3 separate regions of the Zea mays genome follow, and all the other regions are linked to region 3. The links are chromatin contacts, called in public Hi-C maps. All regions are on one chromosome and are shown on one strand. The core of a region is the stretch at or near the end of the contact, and the rest is flanking DNA. Distances in the headings are between cores, read along the strand shown.

Region 1 (3,077 bases), core at 387-2,886, 300 kb after region 3:
TTACATTACTGAAACTTAAGGATTGAATAGTTTGTATTTCCCTTACCCTTGTTTACCTTTTTGGGTTAATCATGGTTAGCTTATGCTATTGCTTAAACTTAATCAATGAACATGATGTGATCTTTTATGATACGATGATGTTATCCCGATGGGGTCCTTGTGATTACTTTAGGGGGCTCAAGCTCTTTCCTGAGTGCCTCTCCGTAAGGACCTGTTTGGGGAGTGACAACCCGGGATAACAGTGCAACCATGAGGGTGGAATGAGACACACTTAGCTAATTAATTAGAGGAACCAGATGAGTAGTTGGCTTCGCCGTAGGGCCATCAATGGGGTCCGGGCACAGTACTTGCTCTGCCAAGGCTGGTTGCAGAGGTTCTTTGATTTGGTTTTGTTAGTCACCCTTCTTTGGGGAGATGTACTGTGTTTATCAAACTGGAGAAACCTAACGGGCGGCTATGACCTCTGGGAAATCTTTGTAAAGGCTACGTAGTGAGACCCTGCTAGGTCACCTTGGTAGTGATCAATGGGGAGGCTAGAACCCCGGGCAGAATGGGAATCACGGCTTGTGGGTAAAGTGTGCAACCTCTGCATAGTGTTAGAAACTGGTATATCAGCCGTGCTCACGGTTAAGAGCAACATTGGGATTCTCTTCGATTAGAAGAACAATGGTTACTTTTATGATGATGTTTAGCAATGATGGTTATAAATCTGATCTCTGGTATTTTCTCTTATAGGGAGTGCCTCTGGGTAATAACTAGGTTATTACTAAAATTTGGCTATACTTATAGTAATAAAGCTTGACCAACTAAAAGCAACTGCTTAACCTTAACTCCACATACAGCTAGTCCACTTTAGCCAAACGGGACATTTGCTGAGTACGTTGATGTGTACTCACCCTTGCTTTACAAACCACCCCACCCCAGGTTGTTCCCACTGTACTCAGTGCTCAGGAGGTGAAGCTGACAACATGGATGACTTTGAGGAGTTCCAGGACTACAACGAGTTTTAGTTTACTTTAGTGGCAAACCCCCAGTCAGTTGCCTGTGTAGGCTTACATTCTACGTTTCGTTACTCCGCACTTTGATTTAATGTTAAACACTATGGATATGTATTAGACTCTATGGATGTCTCAGACATCTTAATGTAACTAAGTACATTTGCGCTATTTAATTCAAGAATCGTGTGATGATGTCCAATTATGTAATCGTTGTGTACGTGAGTTCTGATCCTGTCACGTACATGGTTCGCATTCGGTTTACCTTCCAAAACCGGGTGTGACATCCTTGACACCTTTCATTGATGGCGGGGTATGAGATCCTCGGCACCTTCCGTTGATGGCGGCGCGGATGACGGGCGGTGTTGCCTGCGCGCTTGGGTTCCGAGGCTGGCTGCCTGGCTCGAATCAAATGTGATATTTCTGGCAGCTACAGGCCTTCGCTTTATGACGGATGAGCCCTGACAGAACCATGCACCAACATTATTGTGGACGCCTACACTACTATCTTAAGAAGTAGGATAGATAGATAACACATACATTAATTATTTTATAAATATATTAAGAAAGTAAAATAAATTTTAGTTTAGGTGTAAGAAAGTATCAAATTTCATATATATCTATTTTAAAATATTAGATTTACAGTTTTGCTAGGCTGGGCCACTCCTTTGGCCATCCTAGGTCTCGTGTACAGTCGTCCCCTCCGCTCCTCGCCTCCTCTCCCGAGTCCCGAACGGCCGATCCCGACGCCGGCTGCGTGGCTCGCCTCAGAGCCCCAGCCGTATCCTGCCACCCTTGTCCATGAGCGCCCGCTATCAGCGCAGCTAGTCCCTCCCTCCGCCCGCTATCTTGAGCGGTGGTGATGGAGTTTACTTTCGAGGATGCAGCGGAACTGTGCGCGCTCGTTTCGAATCAGCAATCCCACGTCGACGAGAAGCGGAGGTCGGTGTGGTTTCTTCTACCGGCGCACCTCCGATCAGAATGCATTTCTGTTTTTGCACCCTGCATCACAAAAGATTCGGGGCCCTCTTAATTTGCAGGTGGCTGGAGTCAATGATCCTCAGACCGGATGGCTGCATCAGGCGCGCGAAGCGACCCAAGTTTTTGCATGAAGTGTAAGCGTGCGCCAAGTTCTGGGATGCGAGTAGTGTTCTAATTCAGGCTTTTTCTTGGTCTCTTTAATAAGTTGTCCGAAGTTTAGTGTTTTATTGAGTCAACCGGGCTGAATTTTTTTTCCATATGACATTGGAATTGATTTTTACAGATTCAGTGCTAAACCCATTTTGGGTGGTAATTTTCTCATGTGTGTTATTGTATCTGATGAATCGTTGTGTTTCTTAAGCACTCCTCGCATTCTAGATGCCATAACATTCATATCAATGCTTATTCATTCTGAAAAGCTGATAATTGTTTTGATAAGGGGTACCATTATGGCATTATGTGTAATGACACCCCTCTTCCTCTGAAATGTTTCCACATCGAACTCTGTTTTCCTAATTTATATTCTCTCTCCCTCCCTCCCTACCCCTCTCTCTCTCTCTCCCCAATCCACCTATCCACAAAAAAGAACAATCAGGATGTATGTAGTGAGTAGTGACTATACTAAGTCTAATTGTTAGTTCTCTGCTTATGCAGGTACTTGCCTGAGTCATATATCAGGAGTGATGACGTAAGTGTTAGTACTTTGGAAAGAACTACATATAGCTTAGTGTTTATTTTGCATTCTTACTAACATCAGTTCATGGCTTATGTACTATGTGCACATATGGTTTCTCCCACTTATTCAAATCCCTCCACCTATGTGTTTAGGTCTTTAAGGTATTAGCGAAATATGTGAAGTAATAAATACTCTATTTTCACTGTATAAGTTTTATTCAAGAATAAGTTAGGTGTGTACTCAAAGGACTTTATTTCAATAATCAGTTAAATACATAATGCTTAAAACTTATGGAAGACATGTTCTAGCGCCAAGTTAGGAACTATTGCACATGGTACTCTAGTGCTATGTCTGATGTTGTTTTGAACATGGTTCAATTTAATTGTATTTCTTCAAAAATGGTTTTGTCATGGCTATATAAATTT
Region 2 (3,261 bases), core at 189-2,688, 430 kb before region 3:
GGACGACTTAAATAAAAAAGGTTTGGGTTTCATCTCTCAGCCCGTCAACCAGCCCATTAGGTCTTAGGGTTCCAAAAACAGACTGGTCCACTTCCAATCCACTATTCTCCAACCTTCTCTCCTGCCCCTCCACTCCCAGCCGCCAGAAACAGGAGTCGTTCGTCTCATCGTCAATTGTCAATCTCACTTGTGCTCGGTGGTGCTCCACGAGATCACCTCTCCCTTCGCCTCCTGCATCAACTGTCGGCAGCCACCAGCCACATCGTCCTCCAGCTCCGGTAATCCCTGTGAGGCTTTGACCCTGTCTATTATTTCCCTTCTAAATCTGCTCTGCTCCGCTCCGGTACTGTGCTTGAATGCTTGCCGTGTGGCTGAGATTATGTTACATCGATTGCTATGTTAGTGTACTTGGACAAGTCACTTTCTTCATTATAATCAGTTTTTTTGTGCAATCAGTATTTTTTCATACAAAAACATGGCAAGTCGTCTTATATCGGTTTTTTAGGGTCTAGACGATTTAGCCAATTAGTCGGACGACTTACTATCGATTAGTCGTCCGAGTTGCCCGATAAGTCAGCTGAATCGACTTATCGGTGCTCTAGCGACTCAAACCATCTCAATGACTTAACATTGGACATGAGTAAAAAGTGGAATAAGTCTACTCCCAAAGGGGATAGCAGTGAACTTGGCATGTGACATGGGATTCCATTGAACCCCCAATATGTCTAAAACAAATCTTCACCTGTCGTGGTTCCAAGGCCTATGGGATCAATTTAGACAAATTTCACACGCACTTACAAATTGGCAACTAACAAAGTTCAGCATGTCCAAGCACGTTTTGGTTGGTTCATTCATTTCTCACAATGATTTGAGGAAAATTTAAGGCAAATAAAACATTAGCCGGGAAGCCTTATTCTTCTTAATTTGTTAAAATTTAAGGCACAAAAACCTCTTATTCCTTCTCTTATCTCAGCTTGATTGATCACTGTCTCCTCAGCACAAAATTAAAATCCAAATTTCACATGTAAAATACAGTGGATCAATACGAGTTTCTAATACTTGGGCTATGGAATGCTTCCTCTCAGCAGATGACACAATAAAGGACGTGGGTGTACAAACCCAGTATTTTTTGCCAAAAAAATCGAAGTTAGTAGGCACTATATATATAAGCTTGAAATTAGATCATGCAAGTAGCTAAATAGGTTAGGGTTCGGGAACTCGGTTTCGCACAACAGAAAGGGAAGGGGAGGGGTGCCCATACTTTCTCGTCGCCGGCGAAGGGTTCGTTGAAGGCCTCGTGATGGGACTGAGGAACGGCTTGGCACCTGGCGTAGGTCGGCGGCGGTCGCCCGGTTGTCGCCGCGGGGGCGCGCGCGCACGGCGGGGTGAACGGGAGAAGATAAGGCAAGCGTGTAGGCACAGCCAGACTGCTTTAGTTTAGGCTCTCGGTTCTACTCGTTAAGCTAATAAGATAAACTTAGCTTAATTCATTTACGAGCTTAATGGGGTGTTTGGTTACACCCCGCTAAAGTTTAGTCCTGTCCCATCGAATGTTTGAACCTCCGTTCCGGGTATTAAATGTAGTCGGATTATAAAACTAATTTGTCAGCCGAAGATTAAAAGACGAGACAAATTTAGTCTAATTGGTTGGATCTATATTTCATACTCCTATTTAAAAGTCAAACGCTTGATGTGACCCGGACTAAACTTTAGCAGGAGCAACCAAACACCCCCTGCTTAAGCTGACTCATTTAGTTCACGAGTCAAATTAAAAAATAACATATATAATAATCAGTTTTAAATTAATTTCAAACTAATTTAATAATAAAAAATAATAATTATACTGATACTTTCATAGATCACATCAATATAACGTTAAATTAATATAACTCATTACTCATCAATTCATACATATTCATCAATAGGTCAGTGTCCGTGCGTTGCAACGGGGACCTATAATATCTCGATAATTTATATATACAAATGTGTTATGCAGTTATGAGATAAAGGATGACATTCGCGAGCTGTCCGGGATGACATCGAAGAGAAATTCGGGTCTGTGATGTACGGACACTCACCTAGTAGTGTATTATATAAGATAGGTTAGTGCCCGTGCATTGCACCTAGTTGTGAATGAACTGGAACTGAGTGAAAAAATAAAAAGAAAAATGATATCCAATTAAATTGTCTATACTGCATGTTTTAGTCATCGCCTAATTAAGCATCCACTTGAAGCCAATAGCAGTAGTGCACTCATTCTTGGAATCACCTCCTCTCCTCAGCAGCTGATACACACACAAAGAATTTGGCTAGGGCTGAATCACCCATCTACCAGTTAGCACGGTCGCTCGTACTACGAGAGCAATGCCGAGGGGTATGTCAATGAAGTAGTAGCATTCGACGTTGATGTAGGCACTTGCCACCTGCGGCCAACGCCCACTCCATCAGCCGTTGTCAAGTGAGCAAAAAGCTCAGTACCAGTAGTAGTGGGAAGAACACAACAAATGCATTACTGAAGGCGGATAAGTCTGTTCTCCAGTGAACTAACTTATGTAAAAACTGTAGTGACACTTGGATTAGACCTATGACCTATGGTTTAATAGTATCATTTTAGTTAAATACATAGCGCTATTTCCCCAAGTTTATGAAAAGGAGATTAGTAGATTACTGGTTTACTGATCTTCCCATTTCTCTTAACCTCTTAATACCTTAGCATTAGCCGCACATCAGTTAGTGAAAATGTACATGAATTAAAGAAAAGAATTCCAACCTCAAATATCCCAACAGCAAGGCAAACACAATGATCGTCTTCGCCAAAAGCAGGACACTCGTTCGACCATCATCCGTGACATAGTTATCCGCAATAACTCTAAACGCACTCTCTTGAAGTTCAATGAAAAAAAATCAAATAGAGCAGTATATCTGTAACCAAAAAAGGTAGCAGCCCTAAGCAATTATAAGAACCAAAAGGCTACAGATACATGCTTCAGTAATTCTTTGCTTTAGATGATAAATCTGAGCCCCCAGCACCCCGCAGGGCTACCAACAACATATTATAAGTATAATTGCAGCTACAAAAAATTTAAAAATAAACTGAATAGCAGTAGTCACATAACTAAATAAGCAATCAGGTTTGCACCCCTGAAGTTAACAACTCAACACAAACACAATAACCAAATAACTAATGAAGCACTACCAGGCAAGCGTTACACAAAGGAGCTCCAACCTAACAGCTCAACTAAAACCTACGGTACAACAAGG
Region 3 (3,329 bases), core at 109-2,608:
GTCAACATCTTTGGGGCGAACCAGGCTGAGGGTTCTATGGAAGAATATGGTGTGCAAAATACCTGCAGCATAGTTCATATTTACCATATCCATTAGCGGGTGCTATGTAGTAGAGAACACACATGAACTCCAGTTTCTTATTACTAATAGAAGAACCTGAAGTTAAGAAAGATAAGGATCCCCAGAGAAACCTTATGAAGTCATGTAAGTGATGAGTGCACTTACTAATACTCAGGCAAGTATAAAATTCAATTATCTGTAGAGTGGAAGGAGCTCAAGCACATAGAAGAAGGTTAAGAACTCACAACAGCAAGGACTCTGGAACGAGATAAGCACAACAAAGCATTGAACAATATACAACTGTGTGATATAATATGATCTTCTGCAGAGTAGCTTCACTATTAGCCCAATTTTTAGTTAAGCTTCCACTGCCGTACATCCATACAGCATTTACATTTCCCCATGAGCGAAACCAAGGTAAACCCCACTAGCTAACCACAATTATGATTTCAAAACTGCAACTTGAAATTACTCTATTCCAAAAATTACTGAAACCATAACAACGAATAAGGATGTGAATGAATACAGTACAGTATAGCTCCCGTGTCATGTCAAATTGTCAATAGAGAGCAATTTATTGAGGCGAACAGAAGCCCCCTTTCAACGAACATAGAGAGATGAGAAGAGATGTGAAAAAAACTAAAATTTAGAGCACTCACAGCGCAGAACATCCCTGATCTCCGTCAGTTCCAGCTCCTGCAGCCCAAACAACAAGAATTCATAAAAAATAAATGAAAAAGAATTCGTCAGCATATGCGACCAGAAAGCAAGCAGAAGAACCCTAGCGAAACCGAGGCATGGGTTAGGATCGGTAGCGAACCAGTTCTTTCAGCTGACAGGTCTCGCAGTTCATCTCCGCTTGCCGCTGCGGATCGGGGCAGAAGAATCGATCAGAACCTGATGGATCGGCGCTTCCAGTAGTTGGAGTAGGGGGGAGGTCGAGGGTTGTGACTTGGGAGAGTCGAGATAGGAAGTCGAGGAAGCGTGCTTGGGATAATTAGATCTGTACCATTAAAATATCCGATCTTAGAAAAATAGTATCGAAGAGACGAATATGCGGTTTTAGAAAAATATTATGGAAAGTCGCTCAGATTTCTACCATATGTTAAATATAACTGACTGATCACGAAACAATGCTATAAAATTCCAAAAATAGGGTTTGTACTGCTCAAACAGATGCCGAGACAGAGAGAAGGGTGGATATGACGAAGGCTCAAAAAGCTGCAGGCAAGACGGCGGCGCCACGGAGGAGTTGGCGAGGAAGAGAAGAGTCCAAGCCGACTCGAAGACCAACCAATCGCCCATAATTTCTATTATCTCTACTACTTATTAAGGCAGTAAAAGATCTGTTTCTTTTCTCATTCTCCCTCTTCACGTACATCCCACGTCTAGCTAAAATTAAATTAAAAAAAACAGGCCCAAAGGGATTCAAACCCGCGACCCCCAAGTAAATGTGCTTGTAGCTACCACTACACTACATGTGTGTTTATGTATACATCTATTATAGTAAAAACATATACTACATCTTTCTCGAAGCCCACCTGCTACCCTTGCACAATGTGTAGTAGTAGATAAGTATCACCGAGATTATTAAATTATATTTTTGGATTGAGTGAGTAGTATTTAAAGAAGAGCCTTGCATGTAATTTCTTTTGTTTGAATAATATTTTGAACTTAAATTCTTTTTTTTTGCATGTGTGACATTTATTCTCCGTAATATTTTTCCATGGATCTGACTTATAAGTCATTTTCATAAACCAATGTCAAAGATGAATCCATGTTTCTTATTTGGAAACCTCGAACAAACACCACTAGCACAAGGCGCTCGCGTTGGCGTCACTCATCGACGACGAGAAGAAACTTGGCGACTGCCAGTTCTATCTCTGGAAGTTGTCCTACGTGGCCCATGCGCCGCTGTGTACGGCAAGCTCCGGCGCAGCCGCCGCTTGGACGCGGTCCAGAGCGGCTGCACCGCGCTGTCCATGGTTAAACATGGGACCTCATGGTCGTCACCAATGCCGACGACTCTCAGGTTGTTCTGGGCACCGCAACCGATGACGGCGCCATCACGCCGTCCAGCTCATCATCCACCTGAAGCCCAACCTGCCACGTAAGTCGCTACTGACTAGCCATGAATTCTTGTGCGCTGGGATGACGACCATTGTTGTTGTTGTGTGAGTGTCCTCGAACAAGATGTATGTAGAGGGGTAGAACATCCGGTGGTGCAACGACTAGGTCTACTACCTCGCTGATGAGCCCGGGGTGCACTTAATTTGGTAGCTCAGCCAAGAGTCATCGGTACTCACCATGTCGCGCGCGTTCGACGACTACTATATCAAGGATTGTGGCGTCATCTCGGCGCCGGGGGTGAGCAGAGGAGGACCGACAACAATGACTACTCGCCATCGTCGGGGTAGCTTTTGTGCCGGCATGCCTTTAATTCTCTTCGCAAACACACACTTGCATTTTTTGTTTAAGCAAGCGTGTATGGTGGTGCGTGCCTGATGACTAACAATGTACGACGGAACTTCTACCGGTGTGGCACGTGCTCTCCAATGATGAGACCATACAAATCATGACATATATCGAAGTATGCATGATACTGATGGTTGCAATGTAGTAGTGAAACAACTAAATTAAAATAACAAAATTTATGTATGGCTAGGATCACAAATGGATTATGAAATATTTTCTTATAACAATATAAGACACATTTTATATATAGGTTATCATGGTATTATATGTTCTCATTGCAACGCACGAGTACTCACCTAGTATATATATATATATATATATATATATATATATATATATATATATATATATATATATTACTACGACACCTCAAAAAATATTCCCACGTATTACTCAATTCAGTTCTATCTATATTCTATAATTTAGTTATTTGACTTTTATTTATCCACTTTTGAAGTTTAAAAAATATATATCATTCATACTGTCATAATACACATTGTTTTCAGGTTACCATAATTAAAAAAAGTTAATATCATAAAAATAGGCTAATTAAAGTGTGGAGATTAGAACTCACCACATATATACGGGAGCTGCCTCTCTCTCCCACGTAGGGTGAGACTTGGGGGAGCGGTTGAAGTCGTTTCTCACTCAATCCTCTCCAATCCCCTCGTGATCCACTTGTCACCAAATCAACCCTAAAGTACACTGGAGGTGGGGTGGGAGAGGTATACGCATAATGTCGGAGGTGGTCTAAGAACACGGACTAAAAATAACTGACACGGACACACGAACAG

What was found. A called contact is a pair of places that touch in the nucleus more often than the background predicts.
Region 1: a Hi-C map of tassel shows a contact between it and region 3, with 5 times the contacts expected there. The contact joins the promoter of LOC103655544 here to the promoter of LOC109939169 in region 3. A contact is called at or near these places in 7 of 25 Hi-C or Micro-C datasets (bundle sheath, ear, endosperm and 3 more) and 1 of 3 datasets of contacts at active chromatin or transcription factors (leaf).
Region 2: a Hi-C map of leaf shows a contact between it and region 3, with 4 times the contacts expected there. The contact joins the promoter of LOC100275976 here to the promoter of LOC109939169 in region 3. A contact is called at or near these places in 3 of 25 Hi-C or Micro-C datasets (ear and leaf).

The regions. Positions count from the first base shown.
Region 1 is chr4:140,060,215-140,063,291 of Zm-B73-REFERENCE-NAM-5.0, forward strand. LOC103655544 reads left to right here and starts at 1,637. Exons shown (of 8, transcript XR_002269158.2): 1 at 1,637-1,937; 2 at 2,036-2,110; 3 at 2,631-2,664.
Region 2 is chr4:139,333,691-139,336,951 of Zm-B73-REFERENCE-NAM-5.0, forward strand. It overlaps LOC100275976, which reads right to left and starts at 1,439. Exons shown (of 8, transcript NM_001403698.1): 1 at 1,262-1,439. It overlaps LOC109939393 (probable histone H2A variant 3), which reads right to left. Exons shown (of 3, transcript XM_035967345.1): 3 at 3,066-3,261.
Region 3 is chr4:139,760,814-139,764,142 of Zm-B73-REFERENCE-NAM-5.0, forward strand. It overlaps LOC109939169 (autophagy-related protein 101), which reads right to left and starts at 1,359. Exons shown (of 8, transcript XM_020552618.1): 1 at 1,160-1,359; 2 at 881-1,063; 3 at 720-756; 4 at 1-62. The coding sequence starts at 913.